Regions from separate parts of the Sus scrofa genome. Here region 2 is linked to region 1. Evidence: chromatin contacts called from public HiChIP or PLAC-seq data. All regions are on one chromosome and are shown on one strand. Each heading gives the region's core, a stretch centred on a gene start, on an enhancer-like site or on the middle of the called end of the contact. The rest is flanking DNA. Distances are from core to core; before and after follow the strand shown. Region 1 holds the start of ZNF219 (zinc finger protein 219). Region 2 holds the start of ARHGEF40 (rho guanine nucleotide exchange factor 40).

What was found. HiChIP or PLAC-seq counts read pairs in DNA pulled down with a chosen protein or histone mark.
Region 2: an H3K27ac HiChIP or PLAC-seq map of skeletal muscle shows a contact between it and region 1. The contact joins the promoter of ARHGEF40 here to the promoter of ZNF219 in region 1. A contact is called at or near these places in 1 of 5 promoter capture datasets (liver), 16 of 47 Hi-C or Micro-C datasets (brain, embryonic fibroblasts, epiblast stem cells and 8 more) and 2 of 2 datasets of contacts at active chromatin or transcription factors (alveolar macrophages and skeletal muscle).

What each region holds. Positions count from the first base shown.
Region 1 is chr7:78,025,850-78,031,594 of Sscrofa11.1, forward strand. ZNF219 (zinc finger protein 219) reads left to right here and starts at 2,711. Exons shown (of 5, transcript XM_021099309.1): 1 at 2,711-3,031. It overlaps TMEM253 (transmembrane protein 253), which reads right to left. Exons shown (of 9, transcript XR_002345950.1): 4 at 5,693-5,745; 5 at 5,318-5,428; 6 at 5,058-5,204; 7 at 3,668-4,719.
Region 2 is chr7:78,064,444-78,070,188 of Sscrofa11.1, forward strand. It overlaps ARHGEF40 (rho guanine nucleotide exchange factor 40), which reads right to left and starts at 3,103. Exons shown (of 26, transcript XM_021099307.1): 1 at 2,983-3,103; 2 at 224-421. The coding sequence starts at 2,985.

The DNA of each region.
Region 1 (5,745 bases), core at 1,461-3,960:
GAAGGAGTAACCATCTTCTCTCACTGAGATGATGAACATCCCAGGCCTGTGTGGCAAGTGGTGAGAGTCTTTGGGGCATTCATTGGGCCAAGCAGGCGAGGTCAGCTCCAATTATTCCTGGGTAGTTGAATTTACTGATTTTGGTGGCTCCAATCCAGGATTGCATAGAGGCCCAAGGGGCTGAGATTGACCCTGAAGGGACCTGCGCCTCCTGTCTGCTGGTGGAAGCACCAAGCCTGTGTGCTACCGCCTGGGTGGACTCTTGGCAGGGAAGGGATTTGGGGCGTGCCCCTGAGCAAGCATTGATTCTTTCTCCAACTAAGCCACTGGCATACGCCATTACCTTGTGAGAAGGCTCTTTGTGAGACTGCCACTAGGGCAGCAAAGGGACCACAAGATGGCAGCAGAGGACACAGCCCAGGACACAAAACCTGAACCATCTGCAAAAGTAGATATTCCATTTGGGAAATGTCATCAGTTGTCCATAATCATGTATTTGAGGCCAGAATAAATGACTGAATTTCAAAGAAATGAGGGTAAAATTCATCAACATGGAGAATTTCCCAACCACCACAGAATTCAGCTGCATACAAAACCACATATTTCTCCAGTGCTTACAGCAAGGGATGGGGTCAAGACCTTTAAAAACTGACGTCAGCAGTAACCTTGTCCCAGTCACTTCTTTCTGTGACGTTTCAACGGGCAGCAATTCAAGTAAAATATGAGTGACTTCCACAGAGGCTGCCAAACTGATGAAGGGGTAGATACAATGATTGCTGGGAAGCATTATAGCAAAGCAGAATGATTTCATGGAGCAGCCAGGAACTCTGGCTGTGTGTGTGCGTGCAGGCGCGTGTGCGTGTGTGTGTGTGTGTGGTGTATAATGAGGACCACAGGACAAGCCTAACAGTCTTCAGTAGCAGCTGGCAGAGGATAATGCACAGGAAAGGAGCATTAGGAGCTTTGGGACTGAATCTCTGATCTTCCAACTTATCATCTGATTCTCCTTTGCTTACATATTCCTCCTACCCTGAAGGTGTTACTACCAAAAACTGCCAAATAAACCCTGGGGGGCAAAATACCCTCTCCCTGATAACCAATATGAGAACCTAATGTTAAATCTCTTCAAGATTTGAATTTTAGAAGCCTTGAGGGCCAACGAGAACTGCACATCCAAAACCTGAATTTATAGCTTATTTTTGTATAATGAGAGACAATAACTGAAGGACCATAGGCCGAATCTGTTGATTTTTAAAATTGTAATCATCAACATTTTATTTTATTTACTTTTTTTTTTTTTTTTTTTTTTAGAGCTGCACCTCCGACATATGCAAGTTCCCAGGCTAGGAGTCAACAATTGGAGCTGCAGCTGCCAACCTATACCACAGCCACGTGAGATCCAAGCCGCATTTTTGACCTATACCACAGCTCAAGGCAACGATGGATCCTTAACCCAATGAACAAAAAGGCCAGAGATCGAACCCACATCCTCATGGATATCAGTCAGGTTCATATACAAAAGGAACTGCCTCAGCATTTTAAAATCAGATGATTCACATTTAAAAAGTCAGAATTTCTGACCTTTATAGGAAAATTGGAACAATGGCAATACCAAGCCCCCAGTCCCACATGGGAATAATTGGGTAGAATTGGGTTAAAGTCTTTAAATAGAATGTGGGCTCCTCTAGTTTTCCATAGTTCCTATGACTCCCTATTAACTCATACCTAATCTGCTTCACTCCTCTTCCCTATCGGAAAAACCTCCAAAGTGTTTAACAGTTTTAAAGTTTTTTTTTTTTTTTCATGTGTAATTTTATTTGAGCCTTGGTCCTCCAGTTAGGTTGAGGGTAAATACTATAACCTCCATTTAAGCAAAATGTAGTTCATAGAGGTCTGACTTGCCCAAACTTACACATCAAATTTCCTGTCTCCCAGTCTTACCATTATCCTGGGGGAGGGGGGGGGAGTTTCTATTGAGAACTTCATTTAGTGGAACAAAACCAAAGAACAAAACCAAAGTAGATATGCGCATAACTGCTGGAACAGATGAATACCAACTGCTAAGCTGTTCAACAAATCACTGCAAATGGCTACCTCCTCTTCCTTTAATGAAGTATTTCTGCTTCCCTTCCCCTTCCAGGCATATGTAAAGATTGCCCTTCTGGCCATCTTGAAGTTGGATATGGCTATATGGCTTGCTTTGGCCAATGAAGTGTGAGCAGAAGTGATATGTATCCCTCTGAGGCAGAAACATTTAAAAGTCTATGAACAATTCTTCATGCTTACTTCACAACTGGGCAAGCTGGTGGTGGTGAGGGGTATTAGTCTCATGGTGTCATGGTAGGATCTCAAAATGGTAGTGCTCCATGGGCTTGGGTACCTGCGTAACTTACAATGTTCAGAGTACCCTGCCAGACTCCCTAAACCTTTGGGGCTTTAGGTTTCAGGGCACTGAAATTTTGGCATTGTTACCACATCATAATCTCACCAAACCTGACTGATATAAGGTTCATCTGCATGGTGACTGAATTCTCCAAGAAGTAAAATGCAACTCCTAGACATCTGATTATATCACTAAAAGCTGCTGCTTCTATTTGGAATGAATTGCTGATTTTTACCCTCAGCTTCCTCATCTACTATCACCTTCTGAGTTTTAAGAAAATTATTTTGAGTCCTTCACACATGAGCTCTCCATTATTCTAGATTGGGAGGAGGCGGCGAAGGGGGAGGCCCAGATCTTGTTTTCTCCATTTCAGAACCTAATCCCAGAACTGTCCCCACCCACAAATACTCACACAATCTTGTCATAGGGCGACTATTACCACTCCCAAGGTGTCACAAACAGAAAGGAGCTGCCCCTGGCGCCACTGCAATGTCAGGGCAAGGCAGCCAGGCTGCGCTCTTTCCTTACTGGTGCTTGGGCTTGGCTAAGCCCGGAGAAGCAGCATTCTCTAGGGAAAGAAGCCTTCTCAAGTGGGAACAAAAATGAGTGTGAGGCGCACACCCATCCTGGGCACTTTGTGAATTTGGGGTGAGTTCTCATAGTAATGCAGCTCTGGTCAACTTCTAGTTTCTCTAGCGGCTAGTAAGCTGTCGGGCTGGTACAACTGGGTGCTCCCAGTTTTCCTGGGCTTTTCTCAAGCCCACCTGAGCTCGTCATCTTTGCACATTTGCAAAGGTCATAAACGGTGGGGGTTGAGCGCAACCAGAGCTTCAGCAACCGCACCTCAGCAGCCGGGATCGAAGGTCGGCGGGGCTGCTGAGAGGCTGAGCCTGCGCAGTCCCGCTCCCGCCTTGGAGAGAAAGGGTGGCGGCGACGCGGGCTCGTTACACCGGCGTGCTCGCAAGAGGCGGGAAAGCCTTAGGTCGGGTCGCCGTGTCCCTCCTCTTCCTGCCCCATCCACCCGTCTGGCCAGCCCGTCCTCCTCAGGCGCCTAGGCCCGGGGGGAGGGGGATGAAAAGGGCCCTGGGCTTCTGACTCATCATCTCCAACCCCTTTCTCGCGCGCGCTCCAAGTCTCAGGACTTTGAACCTGGGCACTGTGGGAGGGGGCACGGCGACAACATCTGTGGAAACCCCAGCTCTGCTGAGGGCCAGCCCTCCGCCCCTGCCCGTCTCCGAAGCTGTCAGAGGGAGGACTGTGGACCCACAGTCAACTCTCAGTTACCGAGATTGGGGTGGTGGCGGCCCCTCTCAGAATAGCCCGCCCGGCTCCTCCCTGCACACGGGGCCAGTGGTCGCGTCCGAGGAAACTCTCGGCTAGGCCCTGACTTCCAGCGCTTGGCGTCACTCAGCAGATGCACAGCGCCCCCACCGCGGAGGAAAGGCTCTTTATTTCCCAGCAGGCCACGGGGCAGCGGGGCATCCTGGGACTTGTAGTCTCCGCTAGAGTAGAAAGGAACCGCCTCTGACTGAGAACTAAAGCACGAGTGAATTGACTTCAGAGAGTAGGCGTGTACGGAAACCCGGGTTTGGAGTGGTTGGGACTGTGAAAGTTGGAAATCTTGGAAATAGTGAGATGAGGCAAATGTGAAGCTGTACTGGGAGGCAGTGGGAAGGAAAGAAAAGTTGGAAGGAGGGTAAGGACAGATGGGAGGAAATCAGTCTAGCTGATAGCTGTTTAAGGATATCTTGCAGGCGGGCAGATTTTTAGGGTAGTGAGGTGATGGAAGACTTGGTCTGGGTATTGCTGTCTCCAGAAGGGAAGGGAAAAGAATGGGGCCCTGGTCTGACTGAAAATTGAAGGCACTCCACCAAACGTCTTGTAGGTCTTTTTTTTTTTTTTTTTAAGGGCCGCACCAGCAGCATATGTAAGTTCCCAGGCTAGGGGTAGAATCGGAGCTACAGCTGCGGTCCTAGGCCACAGCCACAGCAACGTGGGATCCCAGCCACATACGGGCCTACATCACAGTTTATGGCAACACCAGATCCTTAACCCACTGAGAAAGGCCAGGGATCAAACCTGCATCCTCGTGGATCCTAATTGGGTTCGTTAACTGCTGAGCCACCAAGGGAACTCCTTTTTAAGTCTTAAGGGACTCCATCTAGTTTGAGTTCTGTGGGGATGGGGTGCAGGAGTGTCTGGAGAACGCTTCTGTAGGGTAGGAGAGCAGCACCTGTACTCTTCCCCTTGCCAGTTCACTCATTCGTTCTGTTTGCTGTGCTAGTCACGGTGGGACCATTCTCCAAATCAGGAACTTCCTCCAACTCTGAGAGACCCTGAAAACCAGACAAGTGTGAGGAGTGCAAACCGAAGGGATGAGAAAGGAAGAATCCCAGACAGATGCAACTTTGTCCTCTGCCATTTTTTCCCCATGTTCCCATAGCCCTTCCAATATTTAGGCAGATTTCTATTGCTTCTCACATTTCTAACCCCAACCATTTAGATACCCAATTCCCTCTTCCCCACCTCTAGAGGAGAAATGTCCAAAGCCAGAAAACCAATCACTTTCAGTCTAGTACCCCTTCTTTCTGCCCTGTGCCATTGTTTTCCCTTAAGTACCGCCAACCAGGATAGCCAGTGAAAAAATATTTTCCTCCCTGCCTTCATTCAGTACCTCTTGCAGTTCCTGGTAGTGCAGACTCTGGCTCCTGCAGCATCCTCGCTTCCTCTGGCTCAGCAGGATCAGGGAGTATGCTGAGACCAGCACTCCCCCTAGAGTGAAGGCTTCAGCGCTGAGCTCAAGCACCAGCAAGCCCTCTAGCTGTAGGTAGAAAGGGCTGAGGATGCTGCAAAGGACCCTGCACCTATTTGCCCCTGCCCTTCCCCCTCCTCTTGTCTCCTCATCGTCCCACCTTCTCTTTTATTCACTTGTACCTGGGAGGGGATATTTGGGGCAGACATCAAGGCTGTCTTCATCACCTCAATCACCAACGCGATGAAGCCCAAGATCAGATTGAAGAGGTTGAATATCATCATGGCACGCACCTGCCAGTGAGTCAGTTCAGCTCTGCCCAGCCTGGGGGACTCAGTGCAACCCCAAGCCCCACCTGCAGCCTAGCTGAAAACCAAACTCAGTTCCTATTCCTCCACCTCCAAACAGGGCCATCTAAATGTCTTCCTTTCTCAGTCTTTTAGGCCATTCATGGGCAGAGAGCAGAGAGCTGACAGTCGACAGTTAGAAATCCACTTCCTGGGCTGAGGGGTGTGTGTGTGTGGGAGGGGGACAGAATAGTTCTCTTCTCCTCTCACCTTCCAGAAACGGGGTGCTCTGCGCAGCTCAAGGGTAACAATCCCAGTGAGGA
Region 2 (5,745 bases), core at 1,853-4,352, 39 kb after region 1:
GCCCGGAGGGTGAGGGTCTTTGGGAGTTTACATTTCTTAGAGGTTAATATCTGTGGACGATGAGTGTCTCTGTTAGTATCTGAATGGTGAGTGCCTCTGAGGAGATCAGTATGAGGGGAGGCAGTATCTCGGTTGGGGGCGGGGGGGAATTAGTCGGTCTGACTGGTGTCTGGGGTGAGGCAGTGGATCTTAGGGGAGATGAAATAGAGATGCATTCACTCACACAGGCTTCCTGTTGGACCTTGGCAAGCAGGTGCTTGGCGGGCACCAGGAAGTCCAGTGTGTACCTCAGCGCATCCTCCCGAAAAGTCCTCTCCACCACCTGGAACACCTGGCCCAACAGTGTGGGAGCTGTTGCCTCAAAGGGAGGGTATAGGGCGGCCAGAGTACTCTGCACACAGTCCTCCACTGGCTCAGGCTCCTAAGAGAGACAAGAGGAGGCTGCAGATCCCTAGAGATCACCCAAGCATGCATGGCTCCTTGGAGGCTGGCTGAGTCCTCCTGCGGCCCCATTGCATAGAAAGTATGTGCAGAGAGACAGCAGGCAGGAAATGCTGGCTGATGAGACTGGGGCTGAGCCAGTCAGCTCGGAGACCTTGGCTTTGGAGATCTGAGGAGACTTTTTCGTGAATGTGTCTGATCTGGGCCGAACCTGTTTCTTGTAAATTGGAGCGACTGCCTAGGCCCTCCTCAGGAAGAAATAGGCCCCTCGCCATCAGGACAGTCACTGATGTCTCAGCTCGGGAGGGTGGAGCCCTTTTTTATAGCCATCCTACAAGTAAGTCCCTGCTCACAGGGCCTACTATCCAGGAACCCCCATTTTAAGGGAAGATGTCATCACCCATGAACAATCACATGCTAGAGATGGTCATTGGGTGGGAAGAAGGTGGACTGAAGGGCTATCTGCTTCGAGTCTTTCTAGCACCCGCCCTCCCTCTCCAGACCAGCTCTAAAGCAATCACCCATTCCCAGAGCATGTGGGATTGGGTTACAAAGACCTGGGTGGGTGGGGACAGTTGAAAGAGGAGAAAGTCACAAAAGGAACTTGTAGGAAAGTGAGGAGAAGGGCTTGCTGGTAAGTATTAGAACTGAAACATTTTCTGATTTCTGTAGGGCCTCTCTGCCAACCTGCACTGGGAGCCACCCTCTCAAAAGTCAGCCTTGCTTCCTCCAGACTCACTTCCCTAAGTGAAACAACTGGATATCTTTCTCCATTTCACACCCTAAACAACCACCCCTCAGGCTATTCCTTTGCAAACTTATTTCTCTTACAAGGTGGCTTTGAAATTCCTTTTATCAGATTTCTTTGCTCTAACTGCCCAGTGAAGTGTTTATCTAGTTCTCTACTCCCCTTTGCTCCCCACCCCCACCCCGCCGTCCGCCGCCTTTGCCTTCAGGACAAAACTGCACGTTTTCCTTTGAGTCCCTCCAGCCCAGAGTGTTGCCCGCCTGTGCAGACCGACTGAGAAGCGAGGCGGCCAGTCCAGAGACCGACAGTCAGTGCGTCAGCACAGAGACCCGGCCCCAAGGTGTGTGGGCGAGCAGACAGACCCCCCAGTGTTCCGGGGACCCGGCCAGCGCTGGGAGCGTGGGTGGGGGGAGGGTGGAGATGGGCGGGGGGTGAGGCAGAGTGGGCCGTCCGCTTGGAGGCCTGGAAGGGGGAGCTAGAGCTGGAGCAGCGAGGCAGCTGCAACCCATTAGGGGCGGTGAGCTCATGGCTGAGCGAGAGTCTCAGCCACAGGAAACGGCAGCGGCAGGAGGGGAGGAGGGGTCGGGGTGGGAGGCGGCGGGCAGGAGCTCAGAGACCGGGCCTTCAGCCGGCCGGGACCAAAGAGGAGACCAGAGAGACTGAGTCAGCTCTCCCTGGCTCGGTTCCTCTTTCTTCTCATTCCAGCCTCTCGGCCAGGGGGTGCCCTTCCTTCTGTAAAGAAGCAGCCGGGGTGGTGCTCCTCCCCCTCCTCCACTCCCTCCGATGAGCGCCCCCTGGCAGGGCCTCTCCCGCTCCACTCCCTGCTGTGAGCGCCCCTTTGGCCGCGCCCCCCCCAATCCCTCCCGCAGTGGGCGCTCTCCCTGGCAGTGCCCACACCTGCAGTGACTCTTCAGAGAGTACTTTTGGAGTGAAAGTTCACAGGATAGTGTCCACTCCGGTTGGTATGGGCTTCCCTTAACAGGGCTCTCCTGATTCCTGTGCCCTGAGTTGCTGTTGCCTGGGTCCCCAGCTGGCTGCAGGGAGCTCCCGTCAGTTCTCCCTTCCCTCTGCAGCTGCGACTCCTGGAGACAGCGCTTCGGTTCCCTGCAGCGTGAGCTCAGGGGCAACTCCTCGCCCCCACCGCATCTCTTGTCTGATCTGGCAGCGTCACGCCCCCTGGCACTGTGAGCCCCCCTCCCCATTCTGTCCACTGTTCTGAGGCAGCCTCGCTTTCTCCGCGGGAATTTCCCTTTTTGGCCAGGTCCCTGGCCCCAGCCCAGCCACAGCTGTGGCGGTCCCCCAGGGCCGGATGGGTGGGCCCGGCTCACCGGGCCTGGGGACTGGGATGGAAAATGGTGGTTCCAAGCAGGTCAGTTCTCATGACCCGAGGCCGGGCCCCTTCTAGGGCCGCTGCAGCACGAACCCGCACGGGTCCCCCGCGGGTAAGGAGCTGGGACCGGGAGGGGGAGGGAAGATCCTGCAAAGGAAGGCACAGGTCAGGACCGAAGAGGGCGAGAGGAGGTGTGTGGATTTAGGGGGAGAGACCTATGGAAGGTTGGGGGAGGGGCGGAGAAAAGGAGGAAGAAAGGAGTGAGGGCAATACCCAGTGGGGACAGAGCCAGACTGTGGGGCAGACAGACAGATCAAAGAAAAGAAGGGGGGATGGGAGGGAGGAGAGTCCCAGGGCGCTCAAGAGTTCCAAGAAGGAGCAAGAGGCACCAAGCAGGGGACTGGTGATCCCGAGCGGGCTGCGCGAAGGCGGAGGGGACACAGGGTTGCGACGGGGGACTCACCATGGCTCGGCTCCGGGCCGCGTCCGACGCTGGGGCGGGCGGGCGGGGCCGGGCGCGCCGCCGCCTCCCTCCCGCCGCTCGCGTCTCGCCGGGTCTGGCTAGGGGACAGCTCCGGCCGCGGTGGCGGCTCGGCCCGCTCGCGCTCCCAGGCCGCGGGGCCCCGCCAGGGAGGGTCGAGACGGCCGCCCCTCCCCGCCCCGCCCTTCAGTGCCCGCCTCTGCCTCCGCGCTGGACCCCCTGTCGGGACTGCCACTCCCGCGCGGAGCTTCTGGCCTCTCCCCCGACGCCCCCAGCGGATCTGCACCGCTCTCCCGCAACTCTCTTCCTTCTCCGCCCCGCCCTCCAGTCCGTAGCCCGGACCCTGACCCTCGGAGGCCCGTCCCGCCGAGGATGCCCCTCTTCCCGCCACCGCCGCGCTCCCTAAGGGATCAGTTTAGTCTCCCCAAGGGACAGTCCAAAGGCTGGAGCGTGCGTGAATTCCCTGGGGTCCCCAGCCTAGGCCTGGAGCCTTTTGGTGGCCGGAAGCCTCTAGATTCTAACTCGCCCGGGAATCTCCTCTCCCCTCCGTTGCCAGACTTCGGCAGCTCCTGGAGTTCAGAAGAGACCCCCCTCTCCCATCCCCCAGGCCCCTGCCCGCCTCCGGTGGAACAGAGGACAGGAAAATCGGGGGATTCCTCCCACTCTCCAGGGACTTGTCCGCCCTCCTCCTTCCCCTCCCATCTCCTCCAGCCTCGAGCCTTCGGGCTCCGACAATGGGCTCCTCTGTGCTGCCTGGGGAGGGCGGGGGCGTGGGGGAATTTGGGAGCGGTGAAGGCTTGGGGTGAAGGCTTGAGGAGGGGAGTGGACGTCCAGGCTGAATGCGCGCAGGGTCCCAGGATCAGGATCCTCCACTTAAGGCGTGCACTCCGGGGGACGTTTTCTGAGTTCTTTCCTCGCTGCCCCTTGCCCTCCGCATCCCCGATCTCTCCCTTAGTTAGCAGAGGGAAGCCACCGGATCCTCATTCAGCCCCGTGATCCAATACTGGATGCCAGACCCTTCCTTCTTGTGGGGTGGCGTTAGAGAGTTTCCCAAGGCCGCTAGGGCTCCGGGCGATGGGGATGGCTATCTGACGCAGTAGACAAAGGAGCAGGCTAGTTAAGAAAGTTCTAGCTTCAACCATCCTCCGCTGCGTCTGGATGGGAAACGAAGCCCTGGCGAGGGTCCCCCAGGAGGCCTAGGGGAGCCTTAGGCATAGGAGGGAGATGCCTTGCCTCTCCTCTGAGCTGGCAACGGGAAGCCCTGCAAGGGTGGGGAACATGGGGAGGGGCGCTTCCAAAGGGTGGACATTTGAGAAGATCGGAAAGCCGAATAGACTCCGCAGTGGACTTGAAGGCAAGTGCCGCTGCGGGGCTGGAGGGTGACGTTTGGAAAACGTCGTGCAGTGGATACAGTAGTTCCTACGAAGCCAGGAGGCCAGAGCCTCAGGGCAGTCTTTGGAGAGGCAGGGGTGGGGTGGGGTGGGGGGAGTGGAATTGGGGGAAAGGGGCGGGGGTCGCCTAGGTGTTGGGCTTCTTCTCTCACCTCCTCAGGATGCTAACCTCCACCCTTTCTCCACTCCACGGGGTCTGGAAAAGAAGAGAGAGAAAGTGTTCATTCTTCTTGAAAGCAAGAAGATTCCTCTGCTCCACAGCGTCAAAAAATAATCTAGGGCAGCAAACCTCAGTGACCATCTTCCCAGCAGAGTTAGAGGCAGGGAGCTGGAGCTCTTTTCCATCAATGGTTTATGGGCCCTCTAGTCCTCCAGACTCTCCAGCTTCCCTATAATTAGTGCTGAGAACCGTGAGAGCGAGATTTTGCTACCCCCTGGTGTCGGCTCTGTAAATGCTGCCCAGAGGCTGGTTACTGAGGCCAGAATTTAGGAAACTTTCTTGAGGATATATTGTCAACTTTATTCACTTGTTTGAAACACAGCTCATCCACTACCCGTGTTGACTGAAAATCTGAACCTTACCTCACCAAGTCTTACATTCTTTATACTCAAGCAAATTGGGGAACAGGTGGTAGAATCAAAGGTACCCACAACTGGGAAGTGGCATATAAATTAAGCTGGCTATAGGAGTAACTCCTGGGGGGAAAAAGGAGTGGAGCTTTTTTTCCCCCCATTGGGAAAAAGGGAGTCATTGAAAGTTTTTGAGCTTATGGGGTGAGGGATTTTGGATTTGGGATCTGGGATCCAGTTATTCCTTTCTGGGAGTTTTAATCTGTGCTAATTTAGAAAGGTTTATTTTGTTAAGTAAGGTAGCTTATAGTGGTTAAATGCTAGTTTCTCCAAGAATGCAAGCCCTTACCTAAGAGTGGATGTGTGTGTGTGTGTGGTTGGTGTGTGTGTCTCTACAAGGGAGTGTGTGTTGATGTGTTCATTTGGGGGAGATATGAAGTGGACAGATTATAATGGAGAGATTAGAGGCTGGGAATAGAGCAGGCTTAGAAGTTCTCTTGTGCATTCACAAACAGTTCTCACTATATTTCACCAACTTCAGATTCTTTGGAGTTTATTAAACTCCCATTTGACAGATGAAATTCTGACTCTTTTTTCAGGCTAGAGGTTGAATAGGAGCTGTAGCCGTTGGCCTACACCACAGCCACAGCAACATCAGATCTGAGCCGTGTCTGTGACCTACACCACAGCTCACAGCAATGCTGGATCCTTAACCCACTGAGCAAGGAAAGCCAGGGATGGAACCTGCATCCTCATGGATGCTAGCCAGATTCGTTAACCACTG